2 separate regions of the Sus scrofa genome follow, and region 1 is linked to region 2. The links are chromatin contacts, called in public Hi-C maps. All regions are on one chromosome and are shown on one strand. The core of a region is the stretch at or near the end of the contact, and the rest is flanking DNA. Distances in the headings are between cores, read along the strand shown.

Region 1 (6,651 bases), core at 3,038-5,537, 110 kb after region 2:
TTTTGGGGGACAATTAACCCCCAACAGTGACCATCATTTTATAGATGAATGAGCCAATATGTGGGGCAGTTAATTCCTTTTCTTGGGTTTTAGTTTGTAAGAGGCAGAGGCAGGATTCCATCCAGGTAGAGCCAGTGCCCTTCATGCCAGGAGGGGTTGCCCACCTAGTGGCTCCACCAGCCTCCTGTACCGCTGCAGTCTGCCCCTGCCTGCAGCACACACACAGAAGCTCCTCCACAACAAACTCCGGGAGGATCCCACAGTATTCGGTTATAAGGGAAGGTGCTAACACAGCCTGGGTCAGGGAGAGACACCCCCTCCCCCATGCAGGAAGACAGGTGGGTGGTGCCCAGCTGCACCCTGCAGGCCCTGGGAACCCTCATAGGGCCGGCTGAGTGCTCCCGGGGACAGAAGTTACAGTGGACATCACAGAAATACAAAGGATCGTAAGAGACTAGTACAAGCAATCTATGCCAATAAAATGGACAACCTAGAAGAAATGGACACATTCTAGAAAGATACAATCTTCCAAGACTAAATCAGGAGGAATTAGAAAAGATGACTGGACAGATCACATGGCTGAGATTGAAACTGTGATTAAAAAACTCCCAACAAAAATCCAGGACCAGATGGCTTCACAGGTGAATTCTATCAAACATTTAGAGACATGTTAACACCTATCCTCTGAAACTACTCCAAAAAATATGCAGAGGAGGAACCCTCCCAAACTCATTCTATGAGGCCACAATCACCCTAATACCAAATCCAAACAAAGATACCACAAAAGAAGAAAGGAAAATTATAGGCCAAGAGCCTTTTATTCTGTGATGGTGATTTTAGTAAATCAGGTGAGGAAGGGAAAGGAGGCAAGGTACTTGACTTAACAAATATCCTAGTGAAGATGCATAGATACCCGGACCCTGCACTTCTCCCAGGAAAGATGGCCTGAGGTAGAGGTTTTCTTCCAAACAAGATTTTTTGGGGGTGGGGGGGCCCACCCACGGTGTGCAGAAGTTCCTGGACCTAACCCTAACCTACCCCTAACCCTAACCTAACCCTAACCCTAACCCTAACCCTAACCCTTGCCATAGCAGTGAGCCGAGCCACAGCAGTGACAACACTGGATAAGAAGGGATATATATGTATGTATATATATTGGCAGTGTTGCTATAAATGATTTGATCAGCTTCCCTTCCCTTTTCTATTCCACTTGGCAGGAATCTGAGTAATTTATAAACACTGAATTTCAACTTTTCCTTCCCCATGGATTTAAAAAATTTTTTTTTCTCATGGATTTTGGCTAAATTGAGCGCTCCTTACATTAAACACTTGAGAGAAAATCAGGAAACCTACTTATTTGAGTTTTGCGAACAAAGAAAGAAGTGGCACTTTCTGTCCCAGCCCCTCTCCAGGCCCCAGGGAAGACCTGTAAGCATCTTGCTTTCTACTGGACCAAGAGCAGAAGGCGGCTGGCAGAGCTTCACCCTGTTAGCTGAGAATCTGAACCATTTTTATGGAGCCCCTCTGCTCTTGACCTGTAGGGAAGAATCTGCTTCTCTCCCATCTCTTCCTCTCATCGCAGGGGCTTATCTCCTTCAAGACTGGTTGAGGGAGTGAGAGAGCCTGAGTGCTGTTAGCACAGTGCATGATTGTTGTGAAATAAGATGATTATAGTGAGACAGGCTTTCTTACCTCACTATGCTGACTGTTGCACACCACGCATGACTGTACGACTCTTACTTTGCTTTCCAGGAAGAATAATAATAATGATTGTTGGTTGATACTTGCGGAGCCCAGAATGTTCTGAGTTCTGCTCCCTCGTTGCTTTCTTCCTGGGAAAGTTTTGAAGAGGAGGCTGCAAACATCCCTGGTTTACAGATGAGGAAACAGAGCCACCAAGAGACTGAGGAACTTATTCCAATCTCTGTTAACAAGCACACTTTCAACCACCGTGAGGCTCCTTCTGCAGGAAGCTTCCCAACATCCAAGGTGACATCTGCCTGCTTTTCCTCATCATCCAAGGTAAAATAATTACAAATGAGTTTTTAGAGTTTCTATAGCTCTCTGGGTTCTCTGATAGCCCATCTAGCTTGCCATCTCGTTTCTGCTTCTGCTCCTCTCCGCAGGCAATGAAAACCTCCCCTCAGACAGCTGGGGGGAACATCTTAAGAAAGGCCAGACCAGCACAGCCATGAGGCATCCCACCTTCCTAGGGTGTTGGGATTTTAGAGAGGACAGTGGTCAGTGGGCCCATAGCTCTCAAATCAGTGTGTGTGCATTAGCTCTGTGTCTGTTGTGGAGGGGACTATGGAAACACTTGGCAAGTGAAAGCTCTGGTCCTCTTGCCAGTTCAGTAAGTTCTTTGCCTCACTGACACAAATGCTTCTGAAAGGTCCCCCACATTGGCATAAGGCTTTTCCATTTCTACTCTGTACTTTCTAATTGTAATATTTACAGATTACAAGCCTTTCCTTTGGACTAGATAAGCACCAAACTGCAGAAGAAATAGATGAAATTCAAAACTAAAGAAAACATAATCCCAGGAACAAAGAGCCCATTTTTAGAGGCAGAAGGATACTATGTTTAACCTTGGAATGCAGCATCTAAAAATCTCTCTCTTATCTCTTGGACCTCTAGCTCCATCACTGAGGTTTTACCCTCTGGCAGCCCTGAGCATTTTCTTCATTAACATGCCCATCAAATGTTAGACAGTCATCCTCAGGCTTCATGAACTTGTTCACGTGGGCGAGCTAAGCTGAGCTTTCTTCAGGAGAAGTTTCTCTGTGTCAACAGAACAGGCTAGTGATATAAATACAATTTCAACTGTGTTTCTAAACACTGAAGCCATGGCTAGAATGCTTTCAAGTGCCCTCAAGTATGCCAGAAGCATAGTTTATGTGTCACTTGCTGGTCATTCCTGTGCATTCATCAGCTCAAGTCCCTAAGTGTGGGAAGTGTGCCCTGATTGCAGTTATTATCTATAACTGTTAGGACCCACATTGGATGTGCACTTACATTTATTATTCTCAGACTTTGTATTACTTCACATTGCCTTTTCCCAACCCCTCGCCTTTGATGTTCTCCAGACTCCTCTTTGGCAACCTGCGTGTTATCTGAGTTCAAAGGTCTGCTGACATTTCCACCTCAACCCTCCTGGCCATTCAGAAACCAGATCCTGTTGATTGTACTCCTCGAACTCATCCTCTCTTGGTGGCAAATCTCCACGATGGCCCCAGCCGAGCCCCTGCCATTCTCCTGGACCTTTGCTGCTGTGTCCACTGCCTCCTCCTGACCCAGCTGGAAGGGCGGCCTCACGTTTCCCCTTTATGCAGCTGTGTACAAGGGACACAAAAATGACAACATGTGGATCTCACCTTTAAGGAGCTTCCAGTTTCAGCTCATCCTCTGTGTCATGGCCAGAGAGACCCTTTCCTGCCCACCCACACACAACATATGGCACCTGGGCCTCCCTTCTGTCCACACTCTCCACTCGGGTAGACTCTCCGGCTCCATCTAAGCACCTACAGTGGTGTTTGCAGGTCTCTAGCATCCACTTCCTGCCAGGCCGAGCCAGTCACTGTGGCCAGGTCAGCTCCCTCAGCTGAGCCACCTGGGCCACAGCCCAACCCCCAGGCCACAGCCCAACCCCCAGGCCTCTGGGCCCCACAGCTGCGCTGAGTTCAGGGTGGGGTGGGGGAGGTGGCCCTTTGTGTCTGCAGCTTGTGCACCACTGCTATCTGAGCTCTGGAGCTGCCTGCTTATCTAAGTGAACGTATCCCCAGGCCCTGCTCCCCAGGCCCAGAGGTGGCTCACAGAGCTGGACTGTGTCCTCACGCTGGCCTTCCTTTGGGGTGCCCTCAGTCAGTGTGTCCTGTCCTTTCTCACCTTAGGTCCCTCTTGTGCTTAGTGTCCGCAAATACCTCCTATTCTGGTCACGTGCTTCCTGCCTGGAGACTTAGCCGCAACTGCTACCCCAGGAAGATCTCTCCAGGAGCCTGAACCACCAGTTCTGGAGGACCCCTGCCCCAGCTGTGTGTCTCTCACCCCAGCTGTGTGTCCCCTGTATGGCTTTGTCAGTGTTTCCACTGCTCTTCTCTCCCTCTGCCTACAAACCCTCATTGGCCCAGGATTGGGAGTTGGGGGAGGTACCCCCACTGCTCTGACCAATTGAGCCACAATCGGTCAGATGTGGTTTTCCAGATGGGTCTCTGCACCCAGGTGACTCTGCCCTGGGTTTACTGTCCTGGGAGCTCCCAGGTCAGAGCGGCTGAACCAAGGCCTCTGGGCTCAGAAGTCCCATGTCTGCTCTCTGATCTGAGCTGGCTTGGGGCCCAGGGCAGGGGGACGAAGGGCAGCATCCTGACTTTTGGACTAGCAAACATTTCATTTAATGATTCTGTCACCTCCTTGTTGTGCCAAAGAGAAGAGAAGACATGTCTCCTTCACCACACAGGACACATACCATGACACCAGCCTGACCGGATCCCTCTGGCTTCTTAAAGCAGGAGCAGAGGGAGGGTCCCCGTCAGACTACATGGCATGGCTTTTGGAGAAAATATATTTTGTTTTTGCCTTTTCTAAAATTAAAAATAACTTTTAAAGGGTTTCACAAAGTGAAGTTTCTTACAGTGTTTGATAGGTTCCTTTAGCTCTCTAGTGCGGTCAGGTCTTGGGATGACCCTGGTTTTTCATTTGTTTGTTTTCTGTAATAAATTCCAATGGTGAACAAATCTCTTGAGAGAGTGTGGGGGTGATTTTGGAATCCCTAACTCTCAAGCAATAAACACAAGAAAATCACCCCTAACTCTCAAGTAATAAACACAACAATAGTGTACAGGTTGCCTCACTCCGAACAAGAAATGGCCTGCTGTTTTATATCGGGTCATAGTTCACACTCCCACTGTGAATTTTTTACTATTCTAAGTCATCTATTTCTTTCTTCTTTCTTTCTTTCTTTCTTTCTTTTCTTTCTTTCTTTCTTTCTTTCTTACTATTCTAAGTCATCTCTTCTTTCTCTCTCTCTCTCTCTCTTTCTTTCCTTTTCTTTTCTTTTCTTTTTTTGGCTTCTTAGGGCCACACTGGGGCATATAGAGGTTCCCAGGCTAGGGGTCCAATTGGAGCTACAGCTGCCGGCCTACACCACAGCCACAGCCACGCCATATCGGAGACGCATCTGTGACCTACACTGGAGGTGTAGGCAATGCCGGATCCTTAACCCCCGGAGCAAAGCCAGGGATCGAACCCGCAACCTCATGGTTCCTAGTAGGATTCGTTTCCGCTGTGCCACGATGGGAACTCCTCATCTATTCTTTTTTTTTTTTTTGTCTTTTTGCTATTTCTTGGGCTGCTCCAGCGGCTATGGAGGTTCCCAGGCTAGGGGTCGAATGGGAGATGTAGCCACCGGCCTATGCCAGAGCCACAGCAACGTGGGATCCGAGCCGCGTCTGCAACCTACACCACAGCTCACGGCAACGCCGGATCGTCAACCCACTGAGCAAGGGCAGGGATCGAACCCACAACCTCATGGTTCCTAGTCGGATTCGTTAACCACTGCACCACGACGGGAACTCCTCATCTATTCTTGAAGACAAGGATTAACTCTTGCTCAGCTTAGTGGCCTCAATGTCCAGCACAGACTTTTACAGAATACACGCTGCAGCGTTTAAATATCTGCTGAATTCATGGAAGCTGTGTGAATAACTTTGTACTTTAAATTTAATTGGATTTCCTAGGGGATCTTGCGATTGAAATGAATACTATATATAGAATGAATACTAAAGAGACCAAATCTTTAAAAGACTATGTAAAGAAACAATTGCCTTAACAGAATGCCTTTATAGGGTTAAGTACCAATTTACTGAATTTCATGAACTGAAATTCATTTTAGCGGGTGTCCGTGGCCCTCTGGTGGCCGCAAAGGGTCAAAGCATCCGTTCTGGTCTCAGGAAACCTCCCTTAAGATGACTGATCAGAGAGAAGTGGGGCAGAACAGAACCCAGGAAGCCAAAATTTTCCAGCAGCAAAGGTGTGATCTACTTCAACAGGAGCTTGGCCTTTTATGGGACTCCCTGTTACCCTCCCTCTGTTTAAAAAACTAAGAAACAAAGACCCTAAAGTCTTAGGTGCCTGGGAAGCAAAAGCTAGAGTAACCTCTTTTGAGCAAATAGAATTCTGAGCATATTGGTGCCACTTCCTGAAAGTTAAACACAGCCCAATACAGAGGGAAGTGAGTCCTGTCTTCTCTACCTGCTTTTCTCACGTCTGCGCTGGGCCGACTGGAAAGATAAGGGTAACAGTCATTGCGCTGTATGTTTCAGAATATTATAGACGGACAGCTTTGTTTCCATTTCCCAATTTCCATTATGTGAAATTGCTCTTTTTAAGCGGTTAATCATTCTGGATCTGGGAAAGCTGTCAGTGTACTTGTGTTCACAAAGGGCAATCAGCAGTGTGTTCCTTTCCCTTAGGGCCCAGGGAGGAGGTGAGGAGGGGGAGGCCCTTACCTACAGCACACACTTTTGGGGATATGTGTGCCACAAACGCAGTAATCAAGATAACATTTTAATGAAATATTTTGAAACTCAAAATTAATGCAAAATACCCATGACAAATAAAATGTCAATGTGTTAGGTAAAGACAGGGACAGTAGAA
Region 2 (6,565 bases), core at 1,577-4,076:
CTGTTTTTTTGAAATATAGTTTATGTACAATACTATGTTAGCTTCTGACTTTATATTTGCATATATTATGAAATGATAATAATAACAAATATAAATATCCATCTGTCCCCATAGTTATTACATTATTATTGACAATATTCCTTATGCTATATATTACATCCCCATAGCTTATTTATTTTATAACTGAAGGTTTATCTTAGATCCAGATTAAACCATTCAAACCACCAACCCTCTTATCATTCTGGAATGCTGACTGCCCAATATTTTAACTTTGTTATCTTCAACCCACACCCTATCTTGGAACATTCTCAGCCTTTCCTCCTACCCTTCCCATGACCCTATCTTGGAACTTCTGCATCCTCTCCTCCTATGCCTCCAGTGTAGCCTGATGCTAACCTTGGCACAGGTTACCTTGGCCGCAAGCCCCTATAAAACCTGCTAGCCCCCTAATGCTGGGGAGCTTGAGACTCTCAGTGCTCCTGGCCATTTGCTGGTCAATAAACCTACTTGAAGCCTCAACACTCTGGGCTCCCTACCTCTATTTGCTTCAGCTACAAACCCACATCCCTTTCTCACTCTAACAGTTTGTACCTCTTAATCCCCTTTACCCATTCCTCACTCCTAGTAACCACTCCTTTGTTCTCTGAGTCTGTTTTTATTTTGTTTTGTTTGTTTTTTAGATTCTACATATAAGTGAGACCATATGGTATTTGTCTTTGTCTGACTAAATTCACTTTGCCTAATACCCTCTAGATCCATCCATGCTGTCGTAAACGGCAGTATTTCATTTTTTAAAATGGCTGATTTAATATTCCGTGTGTGTGTGTGCATGCGCACATGTGTGTTCTTTATCCATTCATCTATCAATGGACCCTTAGGTTGCCATCCCTTGTTTATGTTCCATTTTGGCTTCTGGTAAGTTTTCCCAGGATGCAAGTAATTAATCTGTTGGTGGGGGATGGGATCAAATCTGTTCAATTTCTCTCATAGAGAATGTATTTAAAGCTACTATTAATAGAACTCCAAGCAGTAGTATGAGGCCAACCTGCAAGCTTGACCTTTAACATGTCCCCAGGGTCCCTGATCCAATCAGCTGAACAAATCCCATAAACTATCAAGATCTATGTTAGAAAGCCAAATGACTTTCTCCTAGATTCTGTATTGACTTTCCCCTTAGTCTGAGGCATTAACCCAGATACAGCAGGATGTATTAGCACTACCCAGCCTTGGCATGCAAAGAGGAAGTCTGGGGTAATTTTATCATCTATAACCATCCTGACTGGTGACCTAGATTCCTTCTAGGCAAATATGGTGTCACTGATTATTTTAGCTAAAGTCAGGGGCAAATTCTGTGCCATGTTTTATCAATAAATGGGAATATAGTAGCTTAACAACATATATGACTAAATTAACATTTATAGACTACTTGACACAAAAACAACAGAATACACATTCTGTTCAAGTGGCCAAGGAACATTTACTAAGATAGACCATATTCTGGGCCATAAAACAAATCTTAGTAAATTTAAAAAGAAAGATAAATACCATATGATATTATTTATATGCGGGATCTAAAATATGGCACAGATGAACCTATCCACAGAACAGAAATAGACTCATAGACATGAAGAAAAGACTTATAGTTGCCAAGACGGGGAGGGAGTAGGATGGACTGAGGAGTCTGGGATTAGTAGATGCAAACTATTACATTTAGAATGGATAAGCAATGATGTCCTGCTGTATAGCATGGGGAACTATATCCATCACTTGGAATAGAAAATGATAGAACATGAGAAAAGGAATGTATATATATCTATGACTGGGTCACTTTGCTATACAGTAGAAACTGACAGAACACTGTAAATCAACTATAATAAAAACATTTAAAAACACAAAAAATAAAAATATAAAGTTTCAAGTTGTGTAAAACATGTTCTTTAGGTACAATTAAATTAGAAATAACAGAGAGACCCCTAGAAAATCCCCAAATATGTGGAAACCCTAAACCTAACCCTAACTATTTCTAACTAACCCATAGATCAATGGGGAATTAGAAGGTATTAACAGGAATTCCCGTTGTGGCAGAGTGGAAACAAATCCGACTAGGAACCATAAGCTTGTGGGTTCAATCCCTGTCCTTGCTCAGTGGGTTAAGGATCTGGTGTTGCTGTGAGCTGTGGTATAGGTTGCAGACTCGACTCAGATCTGGTGTGGCTTGTGGCTGTGGTGTAGGCTGGCAGCTATAGCTCCAATTCGACTCCTAGCCTGGGAATTTCCATATGCCATGAGTGCAGCCCTAAAAAAAAAAAAAGAAAGAAAGAAAAAGAAATTATTAATAGAGGAAAATCAAAGCATGTATTCAGGAGAAAGTTTATAGTACTAAATTTCTCTATATTAGAAAAGAAGAAAGATCTCAAATTGATGACCTCAGCTTTTACCTTAAGAAACTAGAAAAAGAAGAGCAAACTAAACCCAAAATAACCACAGGAAAGAATAAAGACGGAAATGAAAATCAGTAAGATACAGAGTAGTGAAACAGGAGTTCCCATTGTGGTGCAGCAGAAATGAATCTGACTAGGAACCATGAGGTTGAGGGTCTGATTCCTGACCTTGTTCAGTGGGTTAAGGATCTGGCATTGCCGTGAGCTGTGGTGTAGGTGACAGATGCAGCTTGGATCTGGTGTTGCTGTGGCTCTGGTGTAGGCTGGCAGCTGTATCTCCCATTGGACCCCCTAGGCTGGGAACTTCCATATGCCATGGGTGCGGCCCTAAAAATACAAAACAACAACAACAGCAAAAAACCCCAAACAAACAGGAACCAGAATAGTGAAACAACAAAGAAAAATCAAGGAAACCAAAAGCTTGTTCTTTGAGATCAGTAAGATTGTAAGCCTCCAGCAAGACTGATCAGGGAGGCAAAAACAAACAAACAAAGAAAAAAACAGGACACACATTACCAATATCAGGAATGAGAGAGGTGACATCACTACAGATTTTATGGCAGAGGAAAATAAGGGGATATTAGAAGTAATCTTATGTTGGAGTTCCCATTGTGGCTCCGCAGAAATGAATCTGACTAGCACCCATGAGGATACAGGTTCAACCCCTGACCTTGCTTAGTAGGTTAAGGATCCAGGGTTGCTGTGAGCTGTGTGTAGGTCACATACGTGGCTTGGAGCTGGTGTTGCTATGGCTGCAGTATAGGCCAGTGGCTACAGCTCCGATTCTACACATAGCCTGGGAACCTCCATATGCCATAGGTACAACCCTAAAAAGAGAGATAAATAAATAAACAGAAGTAACTTTACATCAACAAGTTTTCCAACTTAGATAAAATGTATATATTTCTTGACATAGATAACTTGAATAGTTTTATTATCTACTAAAGAAATTGCAATTATAGTTAAAAACAGTTAAAAACAATCAGACAGGAGTTCCCGTCGTGGCGCAGTGGTTAACGAATCTGACTAGGAACCATGAGGTTGCAGGTTCGGTCCCTGCCCTTGCTCAGTGGGTTAATGATCCGGCGTTGCCATGAGCTGTGGTGTAGGTTGCAGACTCGCTCGGATCCCGCGTTGCTGTGGCTCTGGCGTAGGCTGGTGGCTATGGCTCCGATTCGACCCCTAGCCTGGGAACCTCCATATGCCGCAGGGGCGGTCCAAGAAATAGCAAAAAAGACAAAAAAAACCCCCCAAAAAACAAAAAAACAATCAGACAAGAACTCCAGACCTAGATAACTTGATTGGTGAATTTACCAAACATTTAAGGAAGAAATAATAAAAACTCTTTATTAACTCCAGAAAAATAAAAATAAAAACAAGGGAATTATTCCTACTTTAAGATTACTGAGGGCAGGGAGTTTATGTCTGCTTCATAGCTTTATCTGCAGAAATAAAGTGCTCAGTATATTATAGATGTTCAAAAAATAGCTGCTGTGATTAGATACTTTTACTTTTCATGAAGGAAGTATCCCTATAAAGAAATATTGAGCATAATTGTGAAGCCTCGACAAGAGTTGGGAAGCAGGTCCTGCTGGAACAAAGCTCAGGAATAACAAGGAATTCAGGATCTGGAGGTCTGGTGAAGGGCACAAAACATATTTACTTAGTAGGAATGAGGAACTGGGATACATGGAAAATTGCCAAGATTATAAACAAAAAGATTTTAAACATTTTGGACATGGAACAGTTTGAAGGGATAAAGTCAAGGTGTGAATTAGGAGATGGGATTAAGATGGGGAACAAAACAACAACAACAACAACAAAATTGCTGTAGGCTTCCTGATGGGAGGGACTGATGCCTGCCCACTGGTAGGTGGAGCTGATTCTAAACCCTCTGGTGGGTGGGGCTTTGTCTCTGGATGGGAGCTCAACCTCTCTCCTAAAAACAACAAGATTCACAACTAAAGTCTGAGCAATCTTCAACCAAATGGACCAGAAACCTTAAAAAAGATACCCTACTCCAGAAGAAAAAGAGGAGGGCACATCAAGAGGTAGGAGGGGCAATTACACGATATAAACAAACCCATACCTACTGGGTGGGAGCTCCACAGACTGGAAACTAACTGGTTTACAGAGACTCACCTACAGAAGTGAGAGTTCTGAGCCCCTCATCAAACTCCCACATGTGGGGATCTGGCACTGGGAGAAAGAGCATCTGGCATTGAAGGCCAGTGGGGGTTGTGTGCAGGAGCTCCACAGGACTGGGGGAAATGGAGACTCCATTCTTAAAAGGCACACACAGACTTTCACGTGCACTGGGTCCCAGGGCAGAGCAAAGTCTCCATAGGAATCTGGGTCAAACCTGACTGCAGTTCTTGGAGGACCTCCTGGGAAAACAGGGGTGAATGTGGCTTGTTGTGAGGGAAGGACACTGAAGGCAAAGCTCTTGGGAATATTCAGCAGCCCTGCCTTTCTCTGGAGGTGGCCCTTTTGGGAAAATCTGGCCCCGCCTGTCAGTCAGTGCTGAGAAGCCCCAGGCCAAACAACAATCCTGGTGGGATCACAGCCCTGCCCCTCAGTAAACAGGCTACCTAAAGACCCCTCAGGCACACAGCTGCCTCTAATCCCAACCAGAGACAAAGCCTCACCCACCAGAGGGTTTAGAATCAGCTCCACCTACCAGTGGGCAAGCATCAGTCCCTCCCATCAGGAAGCCTACAGCAAGCCCCCATACCTACTTCAGCCACAAGGGGGGCAGACACCAGAACCCTTCTCTTGCAGGGAGAAAATCAGTTATGTCAGGATGTGGCTCTAAGGTAAAAGAGGAGGAGAAGAGAGCAAGGAGATATGCAGCTTCCAATCTTCACCTGTTTGGGCAAGTGGGGAACAGGTACAAGCGACCTGAACTCCTAAACATTCTGCACAGTAGTCTGACCCTTGAGGTGTGCTTGGGGAGGACAGATAGCCTCTAAGTCCCCAGGAACACACTGAACCTGGAGGGCTCTGGGCTGTCTGCTGTGATGAACTAGGAGGCGTTCTCATCCAATCCCCTCCCCACCAACCTCGGGGTTCTGTTTGGTCCACCTCTGTGTTTACATGCTGAAATCACCTCTCCTAAATATTTTAACAGTTGACTCTGTGAACTGGAGATGAGCACCTGCCATCTGCCTTTACATGGACTGAATCATGAGCTACTGCAGCTGCCAACTCTCAACACCCCCTGAGAGGAGCTCAGGGTGGAGATCAGGAGTGAGGCACTGTGTGCTCTGGGAAAACTGACAGGTCTTCAGATTTGTTAGATATTTTCAGGAGAAGATTTTATGAGCCCAATTCTTGCATTTCCTCATATCCACAAAAACACTTAAAATCCTTCACGGTGATGTCTGTTCCTTATTGCTAGCAGTAGCCTTCACTAGACTAGCAGCAACTTCCGTAAAATGTGTGCGTGGTTGCATGAACCTCCCCTTCCATCAAAATCTTGTATACACTGACATTCTCCCACCCCCGCGCACGCCTCTTTGGAGCAGTATTTCAGAACTATCTGAAATGCCGCTTCCTGGGCTATAGTCCTCATTTGCCCCAAATAAAACTTAAGTCTAGAAAGAAAAAAAAAAAAGTCAAGGTGTGAATTAAAAGGCTAGATGAAAATATATCAAAAAGTGTTTTTATTGTATAAGGACTCTGAGTGACATGTTTATTTTTATTTTTTCTTATAATCTTAAGATACATAAAATGATAGTACTTGGTACAAATATCCTTTAATTCAATATTAAAATGTTATCTATTCTCATGCTCAGAAAATAACTGTATTGATCTTTATAATTCTTCTCTAAAATCATACCGTATCTAATCTTTTTATAAAAGATTTGTCAAAAAACAGTATGACTGTGACCTTTAATATATTAATACAAAGATTAAATTCTCCAAGAGCAGACTAGTAAGACAGCAAAGGCATCTCCACTAAACCATGAGCTACTTCCCACAATAAAGAACAGAATTTTGTAGGGATCTCTAGAAGACCTAGGTTCTAGTTTTGGGTGAATGACATACTGTAAATTTGGTTCTCATAGTTCATAAATGACCTTTTGAAGATAAGCAGATTCCTTAGATGACCAAAGGCTTGT

What was found. A called contact is a pair of places that touch in the nucleus more often than the background predicts.
Region 1: a contact with region 2 is called in a Hi-C map of omental adipose tissue, with 3 times the contacts expected there. The contact joins two enhancer-like sites. A contact is called at or near these places in 3 of 47 Hi-C or Micro-C datasets (embryonic fibroblasts, liver and omental adipose tissue).

The regions. Positions count from the first base shown.
Region 1 is chr1:149,817,329-149,823,979 of Sscrofa11.1, forward strand. No RefSeq gene overlaps it. Among named protein-coding and RNA genes, the nearest start is that of TIMM21, 35 kb to the right of the region's middle. Within about 2 kb of position 4,288, at least 19 of the 83 cell types and tissues checked have an H3K27ac peak or open chromatin away from gene starts, as enhancers often do. A contact at or near this core is called in omental adipose tissue, where this site is marked.
Region 2 is chr1:149,709,130-149,715,694 of Sscrofa11.1, forward strand. All of the region lies in intron 5 of C1H18orf63, which reads right to left. Among named protein-coding and RNA genes, the nearest start is that of C1H18orf63, 13 kb to the right of the region's middle. Within about 2 kb of position 2,827, at least 2 of the 83 cell types and tissues checked have an H3K27ac peak or open chromatin away from gene starts, as enhancers often do. A contact at or near this core is called in omental adipose tissue, where this site is marked.